3 separate regions of the Mus musculus genome follow, and regions 2 and 3 are each linked to region 1. The links are chromatin contacts, called in public HiChIP or PLAC-seq maps. All regions are on one chromosome and are shown on one strand. The core of a region is the stretch at or near the end of the contact, and the rest is flanking DNA. Distances in the headings are between cores, read along the strand shown. Region 1 has its middle 4.5 kb from the start of Hmox1. Region 2 overlaps Nwd1 (NACHT and WD repeat domain containing 1). Region 3 overlaps Eps15l1 (epidermal growth factor receptor pathway substrate 15-like 1).

What was found. HiChIP or PLAC-seq counts read pairs in DNA pulled down with a chosen protein or histone mark.
Region 2: a contact with region 1 is called in an H3K27ac HiChIP or PLAC-seq map of trophoblast stem cells, with 6 times the contacts expected there. The contact joins two enhancer-like sites. A contact is called at or near these places in 1 of 39 promoter capture datasets (embryonic stem cells) and 2 of 115 datasets of contacts at active chromatin or transcription factors (embryonic stem cells and trophoblast stem cells).
Region 3: an H3K27ac HiChIP or PLAC-seq map of embryonic stem cells shows a contact between it and region 1, with 3 times the contacts expected there. The contact joins two enhancer-like sites. A contact is called at or near these places in 1 of 39 promoter capture datasets (liver), 1 of 115 datasets of contacts at active chromatin or transcription factors (embryonic stem cells) and 1 of 9 other capture datasets (embryonic stem cells).

What each region holds. Positions count from the first base shown.
Region 1 is chr8:75,087,193-75,091,041 of GRCm38.p6, reverse strand. No RefSeq gene overlaps it. Among named protein-coding and RNA genes, the nearest start is that of Hmox1, 4.5 kb to the left of the region's middle. Within about 2 kb of position 1,386, at least 222 of the 459 cell types and tissues checked have an H3K27ac peak or open chromatin away from gene starts, as enhancers often do. A contact at or near this core is called in embryonic stem cells, liver and trophoblast stem cells, where this site is marked.
Region 2 is chr8:72,680,845-72,684,883 of GRCm38.p6, reverse strand. Nwd1 (NACHT and WD repeat domain containing 1) reads right to left here. Exons shown (of 19, transcript NM_176940.5): 10 at 2,763-2,960. Among named protein-coding and RNA genes, the nearest start is that of Nwd1, 36 kb to the right of the region's middle. Within about 2 kb of position 1,408, at least 103 of the 459 cell types and tissues checked have an H3K27ac peak or open chromatin away from gene starts, as enhancers often do. A contact at or near this core is called in trophoblast stem cells, where this site is marked.
Region 3 is chr8:72,352,347-72,356,630 of GRCm38.p6, reverse strand. All of the region lies in intron 22 of Eps15l1 (epidermal growth factor receptor pathway substrate 15-like 1), which reads left to right. Among named protein-coding and RNA genes, the nearest start is that of Klf2, 35 kb to the right of the region's middle. Within about 2 kb of position 2,225, at least 99 of the 459 cell types and tissues checked have an H3K27ac peak or open chromatin away from gene starts, as enhancers often do. A contact at or near this core is called in embryonic stem cells and liver, where this site is marked.

The DNA.
Region 1 (3,849 bases), core at 137-2,636:
ACAGTGCCAGAAAGGCTGAAACCAAGCTCTGATCGAAAGGTGCAATCCCAGCCAACCTTTGTAGAACACTTGCTGTGTGCCAAAGCTCTCCTAACCCTGACAGCAGCCCACAAGATCTGTACAGCTGCCATTGACATCTATATTCTATTTGATTCTAATGAGGAATAGGGAAGCCAGGAATTTTCTTGTCACACAGCAATATTGATGGCAGAACCAGAATTCTAGTCCTGGTAATAGAAAGTCAGACCTCCCCCAGTCACCCTATCCCAAGCTCTTTCACAGAGGATCTAGGACTTTAGGGGGAATAATGAGAAGTCTGCAGCTCTAGAGCCTGTCATTCCAAGGTCTCCAGAAAGATGAAACTCACAACAGGAGTCCCCCTTTTCACATGGGGAGCTGGGGTACCCAAAGACTAAGGCACGGACTCCGGTTATGCACCTCTCAGAGACACGCTTACTGATGCTGGGTTTCTGACTCCTGGTGTTTGGCTTGTTCTCTAGGAGCCGCAGATGTAGCTAGATGATAAACTAAACAGGATTTAGGGACTGAAGCAGCCATGCCAGACTGTGCTAGTCCCCTCTCAGCCTCTCTCCTCTCCCCTGTGCACACACTGACTTGGCTTTTGGACTCCTTTGCCTCCTGCACCAGAAAGATCCCAATCCATGCCCTCCTTCCTCCTGCAGTGGCTGGCTGAATACCCCACCACACCCTCACAATTAGGACCAGAGAGAGATTCTGAAGATGGTCAGAGGGTCTGGCAGATATGACACTGTCCTGGCCCATCCCTCAGGATCCAGGATCATCACAAATTGCATGATGGGTTCAGACACAGTTGATGGATGACCCTGCCTCCTCTAAAGATGGGGGGGACACAGACGAAAGGCTGAGATGCACAGGCAGCCTCAGGAAGCTAGAAAGTGTCCAACCCTACCCACACTCCTGAGCTCATCTCACAGACAACCATGCTGTATTTCAGAATAGGACAGACCTAAGAAAGGAGTCAGCCATAACTCCAAAGCTTTCCATTAGACGGATGAAACTGCTAGCTTCTGTAACTGAGAGGCATGGGGGGAACAGCAGCAACGCTGTGTGAGTGTGTGTGTGTGTGTGTGTGTGTGTGTGTGTGTGTGTGTACCAGTTCGAAGTGTTTCAGATAGGGCTTTGCAAACAATTTAAAATTAAACAAGAAACTTCTGTGCCTTTCTAGAACTTTCACTTCCTTCTGCCTGCCGTTCCGGAACCTTTTACCAACTATTCCTAGCTGAGGCTGAGGGAACAGAGGGTGACTCAGCAAAATCTGTCTTCCCTTTGTCTGCTAATCACCCCTCCCAACCATGACACAGCATAAAAGCAGCTGAGGAAATGAGCAGTGAGGAAATCACAACTCAGCATTCCAGCCGCTGCGGGAAAAACAAAGTTCAGCTCCTGTGGGGGCTGGAATCCTGGGTGGGGGTGGAGCTCTTTGTGCCTTTTGTCCCAGTTAGATGGCAGTAAGGGAATTTGTGTGGGTGTCTTCAGGCAGGAATCCTCCTAGACAGCAAGCATACTGATTACACTAAGCCTGAGACAGACCAGGAGGGGGACATGTCCCTATCCCTGGAAGGCAGGAGACTCCAGTGGGGCTCTGCAGCCTACATATGCACTGTGTATCAACAGAGCAGACAGTCCAAAGCTGAGAAAATGCTCAACAGCTGACATGGAGACAGGGAATCTTACTAACAGAAGCATCCATGAGTAAGGTAGAACCCTCTGACAGGCAGGCAGAGCTGTACTGCCACACACGTAGGACAAAGAAGGAGAATTCCTAATAAAACAGCTGCTCAAAGTCAAAAGACAGCACAAATGACAGCTGCCCCTGTTAGTCCTATGACAGTTCCTCCAACAGACAGCAGCTGGACAGCTGGATAGAGAGCTGGAGCCTCCCCCCCCCCATCCCCATTTTCTCTTCCTCCTGCCCAATGACTTCAGAGGACAGTAATGGAGGGAGCTGCCCACCCCTGGTCAACATCGTTCAACTGCTCTTGGCTACCCCTCAGGTAAAGTGCCCTTATCCTAGCACACCTGGCCCAGCCCTCCCCCACACCAAATGTGTCAGACTCACAGGAGAAACTTCTAGCCCTGAACCAGGAAGTCTTTTATCCTCAGCCTTTGCTAGCCTCCCCAAGAAAACTTTTGCACAGAGACAAAAGTGCATGTTTGTAAACCAGCACTTGGGAGAAAGAAGCAGGAGAAACCACTAATTCACCAGAGACATAAGGATTACCACCACATCCCCACTAGGATGAGAAAGAACCCTGTGAAATGAAAATTCAGAGCACAGTGAGATTACACTACACTTATTAGAAGGGCTTAGTTGAAGATGACAATGGAAGCACACACGTTTGATCTCAGCACTCAGGAGGCAGAGGCAGGTGGATCTCCAACATGGTCTACAAACATAGTTCAAAAAAAGAAAGAAAAAAGAAAAAGAAAGAAAGAGAGAAAGAAAGAAGGAAAAAGGAAAGATGGATGACTCCTAAGTGCTACTGATTTGAGAGTGAATACAACTCTTTTTCATTGCAGATGATTATAATGTTGCCTTAATATATTCTGTATTAGTACAGAATTATTTTGAACTGAAGATAATAAACCCCCCAAAACTCTGTGTCCTCCCTCCCTCCCTCCCTCCCTCCCTCCCTCCCTCCCTCCTTCCCTCCCTCCCTTTCTTCCTCCCTCATGTGCCACAAAGCAGACTATCATAGTTTATAGAAGTATTAGATCTTTCCAAACCCAGAGAAAGACCCTAAGGAGTCTTTTATTTTAATTATTTTATCTTAGGTGTTTGGGTGTTTTACTTACATGTATGTCTGTGTACCACATTAGTACCCGATTTTCAAGGAGGCTCGAAGAGAGTATTAGATCCCCTAGAACTGGAGTTACAGATGATTGTAAACTGACATGTGGGTGCTGGGAATCGAACCTAGATCCTCTGCCTTCTGAGTGCTGGGATTAAAGTCAGACTTCACCAGGCCCAGTTTCGTTTGTTTTTATTGTTGTTGCTTGATTCCCAGCCAGGGAGCCTAGGAGGCAAAGGGAAATGGTTTCTAGACCAAACCACTCTGATAGAGTTTCTTAAAGCTCTAATCACACACCTTCTGCCCAAACAGGGACACAGAGTGTGGAGACTGTCCAAAGTTGTTCATGACATCTTTATCTGTCATAGCCCCACAGTGACATAACATATATGTTCCTCAGCAGGTCACTGGATAAACATGAATACTATAAATAGAAATGACTACTGACTAACACATCAACACCCAAGTATTCAAGATAGCTATGCCTGATAAAGACAAAAAGATCCCAGCACTCTGGAGGCAGAGTCAGGCTGGCCTTGAACACACAGCAAGTTTCAGGATAGCCAGGGCTACAAAGAGAGACCCTGTGTCAAAAAATTCCCGAAAGGGGGTAGGGAACTTGCTCCATAATTCCATTTAGATAAGAACGTGTATGAAATATATATATATATATATATATATATATATATATATATATATATATATATAATGAGCATAAGATAATGCATATATAACATATAATAAACCAACATAAAAATAGAAAATGCCAAGTAAGTTAATCAGATAGGGTGTCACCTGGTATAAGGCAGGGCTCACCAAGGTAAGAAAACCTTGAGGAGTGATGACTGTGCTCAGAACCCTGGTGGCTGAATGATTACACAGAGTTTGGCCCTGAACTTACCAGGCTTTGTAAATATGTAACATTTGTTACAGCTCAGTTATAGCTCCATGAAGCTAGAGACTCAGCTGAAGCCTTCCTGCTCTTTCCTATCCTCAGTCATCTTATGGGGCCTGC
Region 2 (4,039 bases), core at 159-2,658, 2.4 Mb after region 1:
ATGCCTCAGTTTCCCCAGATGTGAAGGGTTGATTGGTGGGGACTGTTAAGTCACAGTTGGCCCAGCTAGACAGACCCTTACTTTCTTTATTTCTTTGTTTTTCCTTTTTCTTCTCATGTACTCAAAGTTACTATGTGATCTTGGAAACATTAACTCACATTTTAGTCCTACTTAAACAAGTCAGGAAACGAAAGCCCAGGGTGGGCAGCCTCCTCAATCCCTGGCATGACAAGAGGAAGCCCACAAAGCACAGATGCATCCCTGTCCCAGACATGATGGAAAGCCCTGACTATACCCTGGTAGATATCACTAATCCATCACAGCATCACAGATTCATCTGTGACTGTATTCATGATCATTTTATGTTCTTCATTTAGTGAGAAAGTCCCAAAGCTCATGTGTTTTGTTTTGTTTTGTTTTGTTTTTAAGATTTATTTATTGTGCTGGGCATTGGTAGCGCACGCCTTTAATTCCAGCACTCGGGAGGCAGAGGCAGGTGGATTTCTGAGTTCGAGGCCAGTCTGGTCTACAGAGTGAGTGCCAGGACAGCCAGGGCTACACAGAGAAACCCTGTCTCAAAAAAGCCAAAAAAAAAAAAAAAGATTTATTTATTGTTATATGTAAGTACACTGTAGCTGTCTTCAGACACACCAGAAGAGGGCGTTAGATCTCATTATGGATGGTCATGAGCCCCCAAGTGGTTGCTGGAATTTGAACTCAGGACCTTTGGAAGAGCAGTCAGTGCTCTTAACCACTGAGCCATATCTCCAGCCCACCTTTTTTTTAAAAAAATATTTATTTATTTATTATGTGTAAGTACACTGCAGCTGTCTTCAGACACACCAGAAGAGGGAGTCAGATCTTACGGATGGTTGTGAGCCACCATGTGGTTGCTGGGACTTGAACTCAGGACCTTCAGAAGAGCAGTCGGGTGCTCTTACTCGCTGAGCCATCTCACCAGCCCCCCACCTTCTTCTTAAAAGGCCTTAAATAACCTTTTGTTATAATGCTCCTTGTTCTGCCAGGAACTTGGAGAGGCCTAACTCTTAACTGCTGAGCCATCTCTCCAGCCCAGCTGGAGATAAGTTTTTATCTGAGTATATAGTTACCCACGCAATCTCCACCACAGAGAGAGAGACATAGACAGAAACAGAGACAGAAATTATACCAATGCTCACATGAGGAGACTATTTTCTCACAGCCTTACAACGGGAGATGTCCTAGTGCTAGACATAAGAGTAGAAACAAGTTCTTCTAGGTGATGCCCCTAAAAGGAAGAAACCTTCTGTCCATTCCTCTCTCCCCTTCTCCCTGGTTTGAATGTCACCATGACAGTATGGGCTACAGCAGTCATCACTGGCCAATAAGACTCACGGTGAAAGTAGGCAGGGCAACTAGACTCAAAGAGTCCTAGTTCTATGACACCATAGGGAAGACAGAGTTTCTTTCTCACTAGCCCCCTTCTATAGCAGGGTCCTTAGCACTGTGCAGCTGCTGAGTCATTTCCTCTCTGGTTTCTGAGCAGTCAAAATTGCTATTGTGGAGAGAAGCTGCCTGGGGCACAAGATGGCCAAAGCTGGAGCCTGGAGCCTGGAGCCCTGTGATGTGTGTGGGTCTCATGATGGCTGAGAGATAATGTGTATGGACAAAGGAAAGGAGGGAGAAGGAAGAGGGCAGGCCAGGGGGGAAGTGGTGAGTCAAAGCTCTGCAGTGGTCCAAGGGTCATTTGCTAAGCAGCTGTATGTAATGAGAGGAAGGGGCAGGGTGGGGCAGGGACTGGCTAGGAAGGGACTCGTGGAGTGAGGTCAGCTGTAAGAACAGGTACAGCTCAGCTGCAGAGATGGCCTAGAGGCTAAGAGCACTTCCTCTTCCAGGGGACCTGGGTTCAGTTCTCCACACCCACATCAGGCGGCTCACAGCTGTCTGTGACTCCAGCTCCAGGGGGTCTGACAGACTCTTCTGACCTCTCTGGGAACCCCTATACATATGTAAAACACATGTGCCCATGCAGAGAGAGAGAGAGAGAGAGAGAGAGAGAGAGAGAGAGAGAGAGAGAGAGATGGAGAGAAAATTTTAAAAGAAAATGTCTTAGAAAAACAATAACTATCAGGCAGCTGGGTGGGTAATGAATGAAAGATTGGATAGAGGGAAGGAACGATAGGTGGGTGGATGTGTGGATCAATGGCTTGATGAACAGATACACCAATAGATGCATGAGTGAGCAAAAATCCTCTGCAGGGGTATGGGTGGAAAAGTGGATGACTAGACTTACAGAAATATGAGTGGATGGTAAGTGGATCGTCGGATAGATAAAGTTGGTGGGTGGATGAACAGATGTGGGGAGGCAGGCAATGGGTGGGAGGCAGAAGGATGTGTATGGGTATGGGTAGGTGGTGTGTGAGTATGGGTATGGGTAGGTGGTGTGTGAGTATGGGTGTGGGTAGGTGGTGTGTGAGTCACACAGAAGGGGACAGACATATGGTGACACAACTATGTCAGAACTTAAGTCCTGTAGAACTCTGCAGCCAGCAACTCTGGGACAAAACCTCATAGGTAGGAGTCTGCCAGCTCCAGGATCATTAGCAGTATTTACAGCAGCAATCTACAGCCCCAGGGGACACAGAAAGCCTAGTCAGCATGAGGTGGCAAGGGAAAGTCCCAGAGGGGAGCCCCAGAGAGCAGCCCCGAATACCTGGCATCTGGGCCCCTGAGTATGCAGTGAGCTGGTATGGGTTTTGTAATGTAATGTTGGGGATACTCACCTTTGTGACACCCAGTAAGAGTGGCTCGAAGAGGTCCACCAGGTGGCTGCAGGAATCCTGCCAGGGGCACCAGCATTGGGTAGGGGCAGGCACGGAACCAGCTCTGGGCTTGTTGGCACAGTTGTCCGATCATTGCTGGATGTGATGCAGCAAAGAAAAGGAGTCTGGCCAGGAGCTCGGTGTATAGGACGCTCTTCTCTGCAACAAAATGAGGTGTCACCCACCTGGCTGAACCACACCAACTAACCCCAACTCTTACAAGACTGCAGAAGAGAATCTGGGACCCCTCAACCTCAGGCCCTGCCATCCCTCCTGTGTCCATCCCTGCTTCCTGAGCACAGAATAGCTGCCAGCCTCTAGGCTCTGCTGACTATGTTCCTTTGCCTGAAGCTCTTCCTCAAGCCAGCCATTCTTCTCCAAGAGGCACTTTTGGATCAATCAGTTCATTAACTAGTTAGTTATTCATTTTATTATTCCTATGATCAGCCTTGACTCTTGGGATCAAGAGAACCTCTCACTTCAGCTCCCCAAGTACCTGAGATCAAGGGGTATGGTGGATGGATAGATTCAAGAATAGGTGGAAAGTGGGTGGAGGATGGGGAGATGGATGAATGTGAGGGCAGAAGGGAGCTGCATGAACAGATTGGCAAAATGTGGGGGAAGACTGGAGAGATGGATAGATGGACAGATGAAAGAAGAAAGGAAGAGAGAAGGAGAGTGGGAAACTCAGTGTATAGGTAAATTGTACCCAGCTTTCAAATGCCACCTCTGCCAAACTCCCCGGCTCCAGACCAGTGCTTATCACCCTAAGCTGCTGTTTGACTTCATCCCCGAAGCCCATCTGGCAGTCCTCAGCCTCTCTCTGCTCTTTAACCAGGGACAAGCATCTCCGCTGGGCCATCAGTGTATCCCCAATGCAGCACAGTAGAGCAAGATGCCCACAGTGGGCACTTCTGTTCATGCCTGGTGTCCTGTCTCTCAGGAGCATCAGACAGAAGGATTAAGAGCTCAAAGCCAGCTGGAGAGGTAGCTCAGGGGTTAAGAACACTGACTACTCTTCCAAAGGTCTTAAGTTCAAATCCCAGCAACCACATGGTGGCTCACGACCATCCATAATGAGATCTGACGCCCTCTTCTGGTGTGTCTGAAGTCAGCTACAGTGTACTTAGATATAATAATAAAGAGTTCAAAGCCAGGCCAATCGCTGGCTAGAGTATCAGAGGCTAGAGATCCTGCTCAGGGGATAAATGTGCTTGCTATCAAGCCTGATGACCTGA
Region 3 (4,284 bases), core at 976-3,475, 2.7 Mb after region 1:
TTGGGACCTCAGGGCCATCAGCCAGCCCTGTCTGAGGCTCTCTGGACCTGACTTATTAATGATGCAGAGCTGGGCTCTGCCACAGCCATTATGACCTTGGGAGGCCTGAAGCAACTGTTATCTCTTCCTTTGCTAGTGAGACCATGAGATCCATGGAGCAGGCAATATGATGCCCACTTACCACAGAGGAAGGTGGGCATGTGGGCCACCCAGACTCACAGGGAAGATAGCATCTGCACTAGGCCTTGGCCCCCCACTCTGCCCACTACTTGTCTCTGTTACTTGCCACTTGCTCGTACATCAGCAATCAGGAGAACCTAGCCAGGAGAGTCCTCATCCTGAGAACTGTGGCTTTCGTACATTCTAACCCATGAGCAGAGCACCTGTGGGCCTAAGCATTTCTTATTCACTCTACCCAGAAGCAGCAGCTGGAGAGAAAGGCACGGTTGTGTACACACTGCTGGGTGGTACGTACAGATGTGTGGTGGATGCATGTCAGCCCAGCATCCCATGCTGTTGATCTTATCTTAGTCTCTAACTATACAGGTACCACATGGTACCTGTGCACAGCTCAGGACCCTCCCCTGCCTCAGCTGACCTATTAATTAGCCCTGTTTGATGGGAAAGCATTTGGCTCTTTGCCCCAGCTCCCTGGTTCATGCATGGATTTGGAGCATAGCCGTGCACTTCCTCTGCCCCTGACCCATCCTTATCACACCACAGCCACTCACCCAGGTTCCCAGGGCAACAGTGCACATTGACCAGCTCCACCGCTACACTCGCTCAGAAGCCAAAGTGGAAACTTTATCTTATTTTATGGTGTTTGAGACAGGATCTCTATGGTGACTGGGAACTCAACCATCCTCCTGCCCCATTATACACTGTTTTTGGATGGTGGTTTTCTGCCTACCCAATTTCCATTGGGGAAAACCATATGACCAGTGTACAGCAATAAATACCTTTAGCTGGTCACACCCCATTGCTCAGTCCCTTGGGATGTCAGACAGATGTGGAACTCTGCAGTGGGCTGGTCCCAGCATGGCTAGGAGGAGATAGATGAGGTGAGGGTGCCTGCCCAAGGACCTCCAGGGATGGTCGGCCTTCTGATGGAGAAAGCATGCCACAGTGCTTCCCAAGACATGCTTTACCTGGCTCAGGAGTCAGGAGAGACAGTGGCTTCTCTGCAGTCCTGCTGCCCTGCATGTGAGAGAGCTCTTAGGCCACCACCTTCCTACCTGGGCTTTTCTAACCTGAAGGAGCTAGTGGGCTCTGGGCTACCTATCCAACTCTAAGGGGTTGTTCAGTCAGGCTGCTTTGGGGAATGTGAAGGCCCCAGGCAGATGTCCCTGGGCAGCCCTGAGTCCAAGATGTCAGTAAAGCACTTGGCATGGTGGTGTTGTGTGGGATCTGTATTGTATTATGTGTTCACCCCCCACAGCCACCTGTGTCACCTGGGCCTGACCCAGATGAGGTGACAATTCAGAAAAATGTCTTCTGTTGAAAAGTGTTGATGTTTAAGGTGTCAAATTTAAAGCCAGCCCTGGGTCCCCTGAGAATCATTACCCAGGATGAGTGTCAGTGTGGGCCTGGGGTTATACACTACTCTGCTGTTGTGTTCTATCTTGGAGTTCAGTCTCTGCTCTCACAGAGATCAGTTTGGTCTGTCGAATAGTCTCCCTAAGCATCTGGACAGTCACTGCTGCTGGTAGCAGCTGAGGTGGCTAGCAGCTTGATGCTAAGGGTATAGTTTTCTCCTTGAAGCTTCAGAGTGTGAGCCTTAGGCTGCTGGGATGTGCACAGAAATTGGATGTCTTGAAAGCTCTACATTCTCCTGCCTGGAGATCTTTTCTAGAAAGGTCCATCAATGTATTAAATAACCTGCAGGTGTCTGGGACTGAAGCAGTTGATTGCTTTCAGACACATGCAAAACAGCCCTGAAACACGCCAGTTGGAGTGAGCACACGCCTCCCTCAGGTAAACAGTGGTGTATTTTCTTCAACGGACGGAGATGGAGATCAGTCAGAACTCACCGCTGAAGTTTCTAGGTAAAAGTTGTTGATTTGCAAAGAGAGAAACAGATTTTTTTAAGCTCAGGAAACGGCTGTGTGGGCGTCAGTGATTGGGTTGCCTGAGATAGCGGGATCCTGGCGGGCCCCACCCTGCCACTTCCTGCCAGCGCTGCCCTGCGGCTCCCAGCAGAGCCTACCCGCTGCCCCAGTGACACCCACTCACCAGCCAGTCACCTTTAACCTCTCCCTAAGTTAATGATCATCTTTATAACTACTCATGACCTCTCCACCCCATCTGCAAGGCCAGATGTCCTACAGGAGGAAGATTTTGGCAGCTTTTTTTTTCCCTTTCCCACAGCACCACTGAGAGTGCTTGTGTTAGTGAGCAGCCCATTCCCAAGCTACATAAGAATGGTCTAGCCTGTGTATTGAATTCCTCCGCAAAAAGTCATTCTCCTCGAGCAGAAAAGTCCTCCCCCACCCACATGCTATCTATGCAGAATGGCCAAGGCTTTCTCACAGGGTCAGCAGGGTACAGGCACAGGGAATATTTAGGATTGTAAGCAGCCCAATCCTGTGAACTTTCAGCCTTTCTGTGAGATCCCAGGAAGAGGATGGAACCTGCGGGTCAGGGCCCTGGTGCTGCTGGCTGTCCTGTCTATGCCCAAGCCCCTTGTTACTTCGTATTGTCAAATGGCATCACTGTCTGAGCCTGTGGTTAGCACCTCTGCCCTGAATATAACTACTTTAATTCCGTTCCCACGATGGTGGCAAAGAGATAATGCGCTGGGTACACTGGAGAGTATAGAAAGGAATGTACTTGTTCCATTTCAGGAAGGTTCTGGTGTTCGCTAGCAGCCAGGATGGCCGGAAGGCATTGAAGCAGCCCCCAGCCCCCACACACTCAGGGCACTCACTGCTCTGCTGTTGCTATGGCACCCTGGAGGGTCTGTCCCAGGGCTCGGGATAACCAGTGGCTGCTGTAGATCTATGCTGGCTGAGGGAGGGAGGCACCCATATACTGTATGGGTTTGCCTTCCCAGGCGGTGGAGGAACCCATGCTAATCCAGCTGGTTTCAGCAGCCTGAGGCCGGCTGTTGTTGAGGGAAGATTTGGCAGAACAGTTTGAAAATAGAAATAGTGCCTACCTCAGCACACCCACCCTTTTGCACTCAGCAAGGTGGATCCAGTGGGTGTCCTGTGGCCTGATATTCATTAACGAGTAAATGCCTCACCAGAGGTGGGTCACAATCTGGACAGTGGAGGTTCTGGGGGACCTGCAGGATGTAAGCCCAGAAAGACTGGGCCTTCCTACCGGGCCTCTGTGGTAGTAAGTGGGTGGGAACAACTCCCAGGCCCTCACTTGGCTGAAGGTCCACTCTTTGATCACCTAAAGGACTCAGGCCAGGTCTCTAGGTATATAAATGATTGACACATCACCCCTGTAGTGAGCTCAGTATAGTAGCTCACGCTTGTGGTCAGTAGAGAGCCAAGTAGGAAACCCCTCCCCCAAGTCTACATGGTCCTGTCCAGGCCTGTGACCCTTTCCACCACGGGGCACACATTCCCACTGCAGACATCACAGTCTGTGGTGACTTTATAAATGTGCCAAAGTGTCTACCTGCCCATTGTAGAGGTACCGTTCTGTTTATGTTTGCACCCTGTAGGGAGGACAAAAGTGGGAGGTCCTGGCAGCCCCCGTGGCTGTGCATGGCAAGCACCTAGGACTCCCTCCACTGTCTGGCTTCTGTGTAGATACCATCTCCCTGTGCACCCACTTGAACAGAAGGATTGTGGCAAAGGTGCTACTGGAGAACAAGTGGGAGATCTGTCAATCTTTTGCACAATGAAGACTTACAGGTGCACGGCCTGGTGGTTCATGCCTGTGATCCCAGCACATGGGGGCTGCAGAGTGAAGCCTGTCTCAGAGCACAGTTCATGTCAGCCTTGCCCATGCCTATTTTCTTCTGCAGGCTAATGTCCTTCATCAGTTCTTCATCAGAGATCATAGCAGCCTTGTGTGAAAACGGAAAGAAAGTTGTCTTCCTCACTTCAAATCCATGTGTCCTTTGTGGACCCAGAGCAAGTGGCCACTAGATTCCCTTGCCATGGAGGAGTGACATCTTTGTCTACCGGCCTGCCAGCCCCAGAGTTTCCCATGGCCCCTGCCCACTTGACAGCAGGCGAACATAGTGCCAGCATAGGTAGAGATAACAAATATTTGTTCAGCTTTTCCCCTCAGCTCAGACCCAAACCTCATCCTGTCCCCTCCAAT